Regions from separate parts of the Sus scrofa genome. Here region 2 is linked to region 1. The links are chromatin contacts, called in public HiChIP or PLAC-seq maps. All regions are on one chromosome and are shown on one strand. The core of a region is the stretch at or near the end of the contact, and the rest is flanking DNA. Distances in the headings are between cores, read along the strand shown. Region 1 holds the start of MNT (max-binding protein MNT). Region 2 holds the start of TAX1BP3 (tax1-binding protein 3).

Region 1 (3,645 bases), core at 371-2,870:
GCAAAGAAAGGAATCTGGGGGCCAAGACCCAGGTGCCTGAGGCCTGTGGGCATTGGGACAGCAGAGCTGGACCTGCTCCAAGGTGCTCCAACTATGCCTTCAGCCTGTGCCTGTCACTGCCAACTGTACCAATGGGGTTTGTGTTGCCTCCACCAAAGAAACAGCGCGGCAGGGTTTCAGGTGAAGATTTTTGGTGCCCCCGCCATCACAATACGTTAAGTGGTCAGATCCCCCCCTTTCCGTGTGAGCAGTTTGATACTCCTCCATGACTTTTTTTTCTAGTTGTGGGCCTTGCCCCAGAACTGCCTTCAAAAGAGTCATCATCCATGGGGTCAGGTATAAATGCTCCAATGGGGAAAGGAGCAACTGGAATATTGAGTGACCGCAGAAAAATCCTTTCTGGTCTTCAGTTTCCTTATCTGCAAAGTTTAAGAATTTGGGTAAACGGACCAAATTCTGTTTGTACCCCAAACGCCTCCAAACTCTACCGCAAGAAGCCGCCAGAGGAAGCGCCAGGCCAGGGGTCTTACCCCGCCCGCGAGAGCGATAGTGGCCGGGCGGGTGGCCCCGCCCCCGCTCCCGCCTTGGTTGCCCAGCCACTGGGAGGGCCGAGCTTCCGCCCTCCACGTTGTTGTTCCCGATTTGCGCCACGCCCCCTCGGTCTGGGCTTTGGACACCTAGCCTAATTTGCCCTCGGTCCGGCCCCAGAGCAAAGGGCGACTTCTGGGGTGGCACATTTGGAGTTTCCGCCCGCCTCAGAGGCGCGTGGACAAAGGCAAGAGTTTATAGGAAGGAAAGGGAGACACTTTGTTTTGGAGGGAGGATAGTGAAAAGTAAAGAGTAGATCAGGTCACAACTGCACAATTTCCCTTTCGGAGTCCCACCCTTCACACAGCGTCCCCATCCGCACCCGCGAATGTGACCCTGCTAGACACTGGCCCTTTAAACAGAAGGCTGGCGGCGCGGGGTGTCCATGTGGAGCTGCTCCATGCCGTGTTGTCCTGCCCGCCCATTGGCCCGCGGCCCGGTGACGTCGCCTAATAGGATGCGAACGCACTGCGGGGGGAGGAACGGAGACAAAACGCGGAACAGGATCGCCACTCCGCTCCCTCTGCCAGTTCTCTGGCAGCCTCCTGCCGTCAGCTCCGCCCAGGGGCGGATCCCGGGGGAATTGCGACAGCCTGGTGGTTGCGGGAATTAGGTCACGTGTGGACCCAGGGTTCGGGCCAGTCTCTACCAGCCTAAGGTTTCCTTGACCTGGAATATCCTTATTTGAACTAACTCGAGTCTTGAGTTTTCCACCCTTCCTTCCCTCCAGCAGGATAATTTTAGTTGTGAATGACACAAACATGCAGCCCTTGCTAAACTTGTGGCTTGCAATCGGGGCGGGGGGAGGCGGGAAAGCGGAAATGCAGGGCGCGAACCCGGCTGGAGCTTCTCCCACCCCACCCAGGCCACGTGTGCGCTCGCCGTCTTGAGTGGGCGGGGCCAGCCTGCCCGGGACCACGCCCCTCCCTTCGTGAGAAGCCGCGGCCCTGCGGGCGGGGGCTCCGGTCCGGGCTTTGGCTGCGGCCCCGGTGTAGTAGCGGGGGCGGCGGCCGGGGGCAGCGCGGCTCCTTCCCTTGTTGTGTGTGTCGGTGCCTCCTCGCCATCTTGTTGCAAAGCCTTTTCTTGTCGGCGGGACTCCTGGGGGCCGCGGGGCGGGAGGCATTGGAAGGGAGGAAGAGTGGGAGGGGAAGGAGTGAGGCAGTGCCGCCTTATTTTTTTTGCATCAATATATTTAAATTTGCAAATTACATTTTGCAAATATTTGGGGAGACATTGGTTTTTCTCCCTGTGCTTCCCCGTTCTTCCCTGCGGAGTGCGCTGCGCCGCCCAGCCCTGTCGCCCCCCGGAGGTGATCCCTCCCTCCTGCCTGCCCGCCAGCCTGACCTGTGCTCGACTCGCGGGCCGCAGTCTCGGCCCCGGCGCGCCCCCGGCAGCTCTCGGCGCGATGAGCATAGAGACGCTACTGGAGGCGGCCCGCTTCCTGGAATGGCAAGCGCAGCAACAACAGAGAGCACGTGGTGAGCGGCCGGGCTGGGCCCCTAGGGCAGCGGGGAAGGGGAGGCGAGCGACCCTGGTACCCGAGCCCACCCGAAACCGCGGGCGGAACCCTCTCCCAGGCGGCTCGCGAAGCCGGGCATTGCAAGGCTCCGCGGAAGAACCGGCACCGGAGGAAGAGTGTTGTGGGCAGTGAAATTAATTAATGAATTCGTTAACATGCAGCGGGGGACCCGGCTCCTGTGGGCGCCACCCCAGCTGCCTACCACCACTTGTGCACCTTTCGTGAGGGGCTCCTTTCGCGTGGGCCAGCAGCGCCCTCGGTAGGGCTGAGGATGTGCGAGCCGGGGGGTGGGGTGAAGAATGGTGTTGCGTGGGGGTGGCAGACCCGCGGGCGTGTGCGTGTGTGCACAGGGGATGTGTGATGCGAGCCTCGATGAGAGCGGATGAACGGACGTTTACACGGGTGAGTGTCTAGTGCACACGAGTGGGCGTGTGTGTAACGGAGTGGGGGGTGGAATTACTCTACGCGAAGCAGCTCCCCGGCTTCCCTAGTCTTGTGGGGTGGGTGCGGGGGGCGCTCCTGGCAGATCTTACTCGCCGCTTGGGGCGGAGGCGGCCTTTGCAGAATGAAAATGACATCGCGTGTCTTATGATCCTGGCCAGCCCCGCCTGACCCCGCCTCCCACAACTGGGCTGGGTCGCGCGTCAGGGGTTTGGGTGAGAGCCGGGCTGATTAGTGCATCGGTGAAACGGCCCGAAGGTCGCCGGGGGCAGACCCGGGGCCCCCCTTGCTGCGCCCCACTTTAGCCGGTGTGGAATGTGGCGTGTCTGCGCCTTCTAAACCCGCTCTCGGCTGGAATGTTGCGTGTGCCTGCGTTCTAAGCCCGTTGGTTACACCGGGTGGTGACGTGGACAGGGCCCGCCCCCGACCACGTGCACCGGGGACACTCCCGCTGGGGACTGCGCGGCCCTGCCCCTCCCTGCTGCCTCGCGCTCGGCCGGGGGCGGAGCCTGGGCGGGGCTGGCTAGGGGCCTTCCGCCGGGTTGGGCCCGGGCTCTGGCCCCCGGGCATCTCCCCGGGAGAGTCTGCCCTACGAGGGAGGAGCTGAGCTCACCTGTAGGTTCTCACCCCAACCTCCAATTTTTGGTCCTGGGGCGAGGGAAATCCTCAGAATAGCCAAGCGTTGGGATATATAGAGCTTACATACTCCCACTGACCCCTCCAGACATTCTTATCAGGACCCGGTCAGCACCGCTGACCAGTGTGGAATAAGCCAGGCTGAGAACCGGCAAACTTTGGCGCTCTCTCGACAGGGCCGAGCTGGAGATTTCAGATGCCCCCTCTCCCCACGCGCTCTGTTGGTGGTCCCCAGGTGCTACAGAAGTAGGGACTGAGGAAAGACCTCGGTTTTCCGGACTGCTGCGAGGGCCGCAACCCTGGATCCGGGTGTGTGTGCAGTATCCGGGGGCTGTTGTTTCCTCCAACCCTTACCCCCGCCCTTCGGCCGGGTTGGTTGTGGTGGAGAGAGTGCGTCGCCCTCCTTTCCTTTCTCTCTGCCTATTGTTGCTTCAATGATGAGTCATGCAGGAGGTAGTAGT
Region 2 (3,645 bases), core at 624-3,123, 1.3 Mb before region 1:
CAGCTAGCTCTGACTTGGTGAAATGGAACTGAAACGACACCACTCACAACTGAAAGGTGTGGTTAGTGGGAGGGAAGACTGGGCTCTGAAAAGATATACTCAAATAATTCAGTACGGGCAATTAAAAGACCTACACTGAAATCCTGGCTCTGCCTTTTCCTAGCTATGCCTCCTATGGTAGAGGTATTTAACTTCTCTGAGCCTCAGATTCATCAGTGGGGGCTAAGAATCAATCTACTGCATAAGAATACTGCTAGAATGAGATTGAGTGTAGGAGTTCCCATTGTGGCTCAGCGGTAACAAACCCAACTAGTATCTACCAGGATGCCTGTTCAATCCCTGGCCTCGCTCAGTGGGTTAAGGATCCAGGCACTGCCATGAGCTGTGGTGCAGGTCAGAGATGCGGATCAGATCCCAAGTTGCTGTGGCTGTGAGGTAGGTCGGCAGCTGCAGCTCTGATTCGACCCCTAGCCTGGCAACTTCCATATGCCACAGGTGCGGCCCTAATAAAAGCAAAAAAAAAAAAAAGAAAAAGAAATGAGTGTGAAAGGTGCGCAGTACAATGCCTGGTATATAGAGCACACTTAATAAGTATTGACTGTTATTAGTTCTCGGGATGTTAATAAGTTCTCTTATTTAGGCCTTAGTGACCCCTCTGCGAATAGCCCATGTGTCAATGCAAGGAAATGAAAGAAAGCTAAGGCGCAGTCAGAGAGCTCTCCCAGAGTCAAAACCCGGCGATTCTGCACCCACAGCGGCGGGAGGGGGGGGGGGACGGGGGGACGGGGACGCGGAGCGCGGCGCTTTAAGGTAGGAAAAAAACTCCACAAAGGGTCTCACGCTTCATTTAATCTGAAGAACAGTACAGGCTCTTCGTCTTCAGATATAAATTATTCATAACGTTACAGAACAAGCAGCGAATCCAACAATTTAAAAACTAGGTAAGTCTACACGCTGTTAATTTCCGGCAACCGTCCTCCCAATCTGCTTTTCAAAAAGAAGTCATCCCTGCCCTCCTTTCAGTAGACGTGCACCATGCCGTAGAGGAATGTCCAGAACAGGACGTAGGTGAAGAGGCCTCCAATGAGACCTCCTGTAAAGAGAGGTCTTCGCGACTTAAAATATTTGTTCCACCTCCTTCCCGCCTTGAGAATTAAGAGCAAAGAGAGCAGGATGGAGGCGAGCAGGTAGAAGATGAAACCGTACAGGCCGGTGAGGCCGAGGATGCCGGCCGTGGCCCCCGACAGCGCCGACACCGAGGTCCGGCAGTAATCCAGGACGGCGGCGTTGCCCCGCACAGCGGCCTCACTGATGAACGGCGGCCCTTCCCGCTTGACCACCACAGCGGCCATCGCACCCACCCGGACTCGGCCTCTGCTTTCTCCCGAAGCAACGCGGGGCTGCGGAGAGAACCACGTTACAAGTAGCGCCCAGAGCCTGGCGAGTTGGGTTCACGCCGCCCCTTTCCCTAGGGCTGCCAAGACTTCGCACCACCTCCCCGCCCCCAGCGTCTCGGACCTTCGAAAAACGCTGAGAAAGCTGAGGGTTCGGGACGGCTGGCCGCATAGCTGCATTTCCCGCCTAGACTCGGCCACTTACCTGGAACGCGGCGGCGGAGGTAGTCACTCGACGTTCCCTCAGACAGCCTAGAGCAGGGACTCCCGCGACGCCATCTTGCGCAGAGGATGCTGGGAAGGCCCAGGCTGCGCACGCGCCAAGGCCTCGCTCCCCGCCCCCCCTCCGCCTCTGGCGCACGCACTGAGGACGCCTCAAGCACGCACCACCCACTTCCCCGCTTTTCTACGCACGCACGGGAACTTCCGAGAGCCGGACAGCGCTCCGGCAGGTGATTCGCTGGAGTCTTGTTAACTATTCATAAGGGGGCGGGCTGGGCCGTGCAGCCTTTGTTAACCAGAGAGGGCGCGGCCACCGGGATTCTCGCTGCAGGCTTCGGGGAGCGGCGCTTGGCTTCCAGATTGGGGTCGAGATGTCCTACATTCCGGGCCAGCCGGTCACCGCCGTGGTGGTGAGTGCGCTCGCTCGGGCTCTTCCTAGTTTTGGCTTGCCCCCACTTTGCAGATAGGTAAATTGATACACCAAACAGGTTGACAAAGCGTCGAACCCGGGACTCCTGCAAACCCGCAGCCAGAGCTCCGGTTCCCGCTCTGCGGGACAGGAGCCGTGGTCTTCCCCAGCCAGGCAAGAGGTGGCTGGGACCCACGAGCTTCCTGAAGACCCGGGATCAAGGCCAGATCCTGCTCGCCGCCGCCGCCGCTCTGGACTCTTCTTACTGAGGGAAAAGGCCCCGGCTGTGGGAGTCTAGGAAGCGTCCCCTTCCCAGGCCTGTGTCCCCAGCTGGGTAGCCGCGGGGGGCGGGCGCCGGATCCAAAGTCCATGAGTCGCAGCCTCTGGAATGAGGAAGTGCTTCCTCCGCTCCAGCCGGCGCCGCCGCCCAAGACTTGCGGGTGGAGGTAGCCGGAGCCTGAGTAACAGTCCTACAACCCCTCCCATCTAGCCTTGCCTTCTCGGACGCACAGTCAGTCGGTCCAGAGTGAAGGCTCATACAACTGACTTGATCCCGCTCCGAACTTTCCCTGGATCCCCAAACAACTCTTGGGGCAAAGCCCAGGTCACCCTCCTGGCACTTGGGGCCTGAGGAGACCCTTCGGGGTCGGCTCAGGCCCCTGGTTGCCCTCTTGGTTCATCTTGGGTGCCAAGTGCTATGAGAATAGGCAGAGAAGTTGGGACATTAGACTCAGACGCCAATGTCACAGCTGGATGGGGCCTGGAGACCCATTCCATGGCTGAGGTGGGGAAATTGAGTCCCAGAGAGATGTCTGGCCATGCCCAGCCATGTAAAGAAGGCTTCAAGAAGGACCCAGATCTCTGAGCAGAAATGCCTGCTGGGCAAGGAATGGGTCAGATGGAAGTCGTAGCCCTAAGGGCCCTGCCACTGGCTGCAGTATCCAGATGGGCGTGTTGGGGACTCCAGCAGCCAGGTGGTGTGACCAGGGAGCCACTGATAAAGCTGCCATGTGAGGGTGAGCTTAGCACACCAGCTCAGGCCTGGACTGCTGACAGCTGTCCTCAGCTTCACCCTGGCTGCACCGGCTTGGCTTTTCCAGCCTTCTAGCTGCCCCAGAGAGAAGGGGTCAGGTTTGCTCTTTAGCTAGAAAAAAGGGAGTGCAGGTGGGGAACCAAAGAGGCAGGAGCCTCCCTGACCTCACCCAGGAGGTCAGTGATGGGGCCTTGTCTCCCAGTCCAGACCTTGGAGATGGGTCAGAGGTGTCCCCAGAGGTGGAGCAGGCCTGGAGGAGCTCACACTCTTACACACGAGGACCTAGGTCCTGCAGGCCTCAGGTGTCATGCTTCCTGCTCCCCTTTCTCACATGTCTCTCCTGGCCCCTGGGCCTTCCTCTAAGTTTTAGGACCATGACCCCCTGGTTCTTCTCTAGGAACATGTTTGAATATGGTGGGTGGGGCCTGGCTTCTCCCTCCTGTGTCCTGGATCCGGGATGGGGTGGAAGAGGCTCCTCCCTACCCCAGGCCCTCTCCCACATACTTAACGCTGTGACAGTGTTAAAACCATTTGGCCTCTTCGCTGAACTCTGGGTCCATAGGTTCGTCCACCTTCTGGACACCTAC

The links. HiChIP or PLAC-seq counts read pairs in DNA pulled down with a chosen protein or histone mark.
Region 2: a contact with region 1 is called in an H3K27ac HiChIP or PLAC-seq map of alveolar macrophages. The contact joins the promoter of TAX1BP3 here to the promoter of MNT in region 1. A contact is called at or near these places in 1 of 47 Hi-C or Micro-C datasets (embryonic fibroblasts) and 1 of 2 datasets of contacts at active chromatin or transcription factors (alveolar macrophages).

The regions. Positions count from the first base shown.
Region 1 is chr12:48,484,712-48,488,356 of Sscrofa11.1, reverse strand. MNT (max-binding protein MNT) reads left to right here and starts at 1,620. Exons shown (of 6, transcript XM_021067616.1): 1 at 1,620-2,066. The coding sequence starts at 1,994.
Region 2 is chr12:49,757,254-49,760,898 of Sscrofa11.1, reverse strand. It overlaps TAX1BP3 (tax1-binding protein 3), which reads left to right and starts at 1,873. Exons shown (of 4, transcript XM_003131848.3): 1 at 1,873-2,026. The coding sequence starts at 1,988. It overlaps EMC6 (ER membrane protein complex subunit 6), which reads right to left and starts at 1,746. Exons shown (of 2, transcript XM_005669120.3): 1 at 1,600-1,746; 2 at 830-1,400. The coding sequence starts at 1,352. The coding sequence ends at 1,020.